Linked DNA regions of Anser cygnoides: region 2 is linked to region 1. A link is a contact called in public Hi-C data. All regions are on one chromosome and are shown on one strand. The core of a region is the stretch at or near the end of the contact, and the rest is flanking DNA. Distances in the headings are between cores, read along the strand shown. Region 1 overlaps NPRL3 (NPR3 like, GATOR1 complex subunit). Region 2 overlaps FAM234A (family with sequence similarity 234 member A).

Region 1 (2,598 bases), core at 47-2,546:
TTTATTCCTGTGTAACACCAAAATGAGCTTTCAGTTCACTCCTCCTTTCTTAATTGCTGTATTTTCCAGGTAGGAGTTGCCTGGGACAGATGAAGTGAGGCATTTCCCAGAGCTCTGGCTTGCAGGCATGCACACGGACACAGGCGCATGCATGCGTGAAGGAGCCCAACACAGAGTTACTTGGCTCGGGTCAGTCAGGACAGATGGGAACCAGGAGCAAAGCGTGGGGCTCATCAAGCCTGACCACTGACTTCTGTGGTGCACACGCCTGAGCATGTTGTCCATGTATATGTCATGTTAGAGGCAAATGATACATTAGTGAGGGAGAGCGGCCATCAGACTGAAAGAAATTATTCCCTTCTACCTGGTGCTGCACCTGGAAAACTCTCTCGTTCCCCTCTCTCTCCTCCCCCCAGGTCATGAAGAGCATGGTGAAGGTGGAGATGGGCCCGTGCTGGCTGCTGGGTTGGGGTCTGGGGCATGGGACAGGCGGGGAGGCTCATTCAGATGGGGCTTATTCAGGCCAGCAGAGCGGAGGCTGAGGGGGATCCAACGCCTGCCTGCAGCACTTTGGAGGGCACTTACAGCAGATGATGGAGCCAAACTCTTCTCATTACTGGCAGACGGTTAAACGAGGGGCAGCAGCATCAAGTTGCAGCTTGGTAGATTCTACTTCGACGTTAGGGAAAACTTCTCCAGGAGGGCGATGCTGCCCAGGACAGATTACCCAGGTATGAGGGAGGATCACTACCCTTGGAGAGTTACAGAGCTTGGGCAGAAAAATCTACAGTGTTGGCAATTCTCCAGCTGGGACAGGAGGCTGGACTAGGCCTTGGAGGTGACTTCCAGCCAGCGTTTTTGTGATATTCTTTAATATCCTCTCTAGCTTTTATTGGAATGGAAACTATTTCATCTTGACCAGTTACAAATCCAGACTCTTTTTGAATATAGGATGGATGTATTTATTGGAAAACTCCTACTTAGTTTGCGTTGCTGTTGAAAGCCAGGTCGCAATCATTCACACATAAGTCAGTTGTGCCAGGGGATGAGAGTTTGGACAGTCACTGTGAGCAGCTTTGTAGGAGGGAGAGAATACGGAGCTTTTAAAATCTTTAAAGTGACTTTCTGAATAGTGACACAAGTTAGGGGAGGAGGAGCTTTGGCCAGGGACAGATAGCAACATAGTGCCCAGACAAGGCTAGACAGCATTTGATTCGTCTTGGAAAATCACAGCAAATAAATCTGGGCCAAAATGAAATGGAGAATTCTAGAAAGCAGTCCTTCTGGGGGAAGAATCTGGTAGAAGAGATAGGTAGTCATTTTTAGAAAGAAAAGGATGTTAACCCCCTAGCTAGCTAAAATGTGAGCATGAAAAGAAAAAAATCCAAGATCAGTAAGTGTTTTCAAAAATCACCATTAATACTTCAGGCAATGGTGCGTTTTTGACGCACACAACCCCCGCTTTGCCTGCTAATGGCCACTTTTCAGTGTGCTGGTTACCATCGACTGGGGGAAGGAAGCTGATTAGCCTAATTTAAATGCCCCGTGGGAGATACTGCAGGAGGCCAATGCACTCCACAGATAGGGGAAATGTAAATATGACTGGAGCCCGTTGTTTGTTTGCACTGCAGACTTAGCAATTATGTTCTACATAACGGTGCCAACTTGAGAGCTGGCAGATGTACATCAAAGCAGAAGGGAGCGTGTGCAGCGTGTTGTGCTTGCACTGCATGCTCATTTTGCTGGGGAACTGCACACCCCCAGGCTGTCTGCAGGGACGAGGCAGCTGAGGTACCCTGCAATGAGCTTACCCATGGCCGGGGAGTGTGAGGAGGGTGATGGGAGCAAAGAGAAATGACAGGAGACTGGAGGTGACCGATAACTTAAAACCACGTGTGTGTGGTATACAGGGAGGCTGTGACGAAGGGAGACTCGTTGCATACAGACTCCTTTCCAGGTGGCCGTGAAGGGTGGTGGGGTGACAGGAGTGCCCAGCCTGAAGAGCAGAAGACAACCAGGCAAGCTTCAGTCCTTCAGTGAAAGCAGGAGAGGCCCCGTCCTACCATCACCTGAATATAGGCAGGAATGCTTTAAGGGATATTTGGCATCTTTCAGGGGCCGTTCCTGCATGAGGACTGTATGAACGAATTGGAAAACAGATCTTGTCATCTCCACTCATTTTTACTGTCAGTTGGCATAAAGCAGCCGGCCAGTATATTCCTAAACTGCAGATGGGTATGGAAACATGAGCAAAAGCTGATGAATTCCAGAGCAGAGCATGTGATGTATAACACATGGAGATGCACATCTTTATGTTTAACTGGAGAAATGATTCTGGCGTACGTGTTTGGGCCTTGGCTAGTGGGAGTAGTTTGAGTGATGTGCAGCATGGTTCCTTCATTTGGGAGGTTGTTAAGGCAATTAAGAGGCTGTGCAGCAAACCTGAGCTTTATCTGAAGGGCTGGCTTGGTGGTTCTGCTCTGACGGGTCTCGGGGGAGCAGCAGCTCCTCCGCCATCAGGGACTTGCTGCAGTGAAGAGCCTGCAGTTTGTCTGACCCTGCTGTGACTGACTGCGCAGGGCCGAGGTGAGCTGATGT
Region 2 (2,598 bases), core at 40-2,539, 230 kb before region 1:
GAGGAAGACTGAAATTCATTTCCATTTGGGGGGTCACTGTTTCAAAGGTTATAAACAATGCATGTTCTCTCTTGGAAACGTGCCTAGGATCCTCCCCTCTGTATCCAATAGCGCATCCCTTACACCCTGTTTTCCAAAAGCAGAGAGAGAGAAATAGCAAGAGAAAAAGCTGGAAAAAGGGATCTGAGGAAAAGCTGCTACAGCTTTTAATTTCCATTGTAGCTGGAATGAACAACACACACACAACTGGAAAGCTTCTGTACCAACTGAGATATCTTAGCACCATTTCCTTCATCAACAGGCTTTAGCACGGGCTATTTATAGACATTAATGAAGTAGTTGCTTTTAGGTCAAAATATAGATAGGTGACTGCTGAGCCAAAGCCGTGTAACTGAAGGCAACCACAAAGAAATAGCACAAGCACGTAGAGAAACAACCAGGCTGAGCCACAAGTCACAGGAACAATGTGGTAGGAAAACATTCCACAGATAAATTAAAAGCAACAGATGAAAAATTGATCCCAATAGAAAGATGAATAACCCAGCGGTTGACATATTTGGTACCTTTTTGCTGTGGCTTTAAGTAGGTTAAAAGGGGTTTCCTAGTGCAGTTGACTTTTGCTATGGGTTAGGAGGGCAGATCAGAATAAAATATCAGGTTAAACCTATTTAAAGTGGCAAAGTCTGACTTTCATCGTGTTGTACTACTAATAACAGTAGCCAGATTAATCTTTAGCTGTTAATGATTCACCATGGAGGATTGGTGAGATTCCAGGGATCTCTACCTTTAGTCTCCGCCTGTAGGATTTTTGATCTGAAGATGCAGATAGAGTTAGTGCTTTTCTGTCAATCCAAGTTGTATCAAATTTGGCCTTCTTCATTGCCAGAATAAGTGACCTGAGCAAACAAGAAGGAAAGCATAGCTATTGCATGCTTCTGTCTGTGTGGGACATTTAACATTCCTTCATGTGAAGATAAACAAGCCAGCTGGGACACAGGAGTTCAAGATTAGCTTTTTCAGGTCAAAGCAGAGGTCTGTGTAGCTGGGTATTCTGCCTCTGCCGTGGCCAGAAGCAGCGTTCAGAGGAAGAGCATGGGAGTGTGTGGTGACCGCTTCTGTCTTTACCTTGTCCTCTGGTAGCTTGCGCTGTGAACCCTGTGAGCAGTTCTGGTCCTCGCTGATCTCCAAAGGGATGTGGCAGAAAGGGGACCACTATGATCAGATGTCTGAAATTTCTTCCGTGCAAGAAAGCACTAAATAAACCAGAAGTCTTCAGCCAATGTGTGACAGGCAGAAAGCTGTCTATGAAATTATGAGCGATATGTAAAAGAACAGGGAATGGTTCTTTCACGTCACAGTTCTTTGCTCAGTGGTTCTTTTATCCAGCAATAGGTTCAGAAAGCAACAACAACAAAAGGGACTAGCTCTGCACATCCACTATATGTTGAGGGCCAGGAACTTAGAGGTGTTTAGTAAACATGTGGGCAGCGACAGAAGAGTTTTAGCACTGCTCAGTGCAAGACACCTGCCTTTGGCTCCGGTAGCCTGTGAGCTGCAGACTGTTACACTCGGGGGCAGCAGGGAGTTTGGTTCCTTGGAGTGAGAGCTGAACTCAGTCATTGACATTTTGAAGTCCTAATTTTATTATTCCTTCCAGACCGAAAACAGAACAAAACCCTTCACCCATATTGGATTTCTTGTCTAATTTCTATCTTGGTTTATGTTGCCATGCTTTTGCAATGGTCTTGGACTCTGAGGAAGTATCGTAGCATTCCAGATGGCTGCCAGAATAGTCAGATCTCCTGTTAATAGGGCAAGGTGGGATTGGATTCACAGTTCATGCTCTTTGGGAATTGTGTTAGAGCATGAAAGGTTCTTAAGTTCTTTGTGTTAAAGCTGTCTCAGTTACCTGTATGTGTTTGTTAAATCAGACTTCTTTTTTTTCCAGAGAGTAAGAGACCTTCCTCCAAAATCATTTTCCCTGTCTAGCCAGCAAATAATAAAGCATTATGCATTGCAATATGGATTTCAGCAGCCTGATTTTACTGTTGCAGCTTTGGACTACGCTGAAGCCAGGATATATTTTTTTAAAACTTAAGTTATCTTCATAATTTGTCTGCTTGTTTTTTTCAGGGGTAAAATTCTTTGCCTTCACATGATTTCCTAGGGGCATTCTTCTGTTTCATATCTGTTGTCATAGTAACAAATCCAAGTATCTTTTTTTCAGTGTTTCAGTAAAAGCTTTGATGGGATCACACCGGCAATACAGCCTGCCTTAAATTATTGCAGACAGCGTAGGGTAGTAATTCCTTGTCTTTCAGTACAACTGCCTTCATGACAAAGAACATGATTACTTTGCATTCCTGAACTGCTGATGGCTGTGTAGGATACTGTTTAAAGGGGAGGGTAAGCATTTCCCTTCTGAGCACCTAGATAGACACTTAAGTCTTCCTTGAAAAGAAAGGAAAAAAAACACCACCAGTCTCCTCTCTCAGCAAACTGTGCTGCAAATTCTCCTGGTGGTGTCTGGAAAGTCACCAGCAGCCCTGGGCAGAGTGTATCTGAGTAAAGCCAAAGCTCTGACACCTACATTTGCAA

What was found. Hi-C and Micro-C count contacts between places; a contact is called where the count stands out from the background.
Region 2: a Hi-C map of liver shows a contact between it and region 1, with 6 times the contacts expected there. The contact joins two enhancer-like sites. A contact is called at or near these places in 2 of 7 Hi-C or Micro-C datasets (both in liver).

What each region holds. Positions count from the first base shown.
Region 1 is chr15:11,217,074-11,219,671 of Taihu_goose_T2T_genome, reverse strand. All of the region lies in intron 11 of NPRL3 (NPR3 like, GATOR1 complex subunit), which reads left to right. Among named protein-coding and RNA genes, the nearest start is that of MPG, 22 kb to the right of the region's middle. Within about 2 kb of position 1,296, at least 2 of the 3 cell types and tissues checked have open chromatin away from gene starts, as enhancers often do. A contact at or near this core is called in liver, where this site is marked.
Region 2 is chr15:11,450,837-11,453,434 of Taihu_goose_T2T_genome, reverse strand. All of the region lies in intron 4 of FAM234A (family with sequence similarity 234 member A), which reads left to right. Among named protein-coding and RNA genes, the nearest start is that of FAM234A, 10 kb to the left of the region's middle. Within about 2 kb of position 1,289, at least 1 of the 3 cell types and tissues checked has open chromatin away from gene starts, as enhancers often do. A contact at or near this core is called in liver, where this site is marked.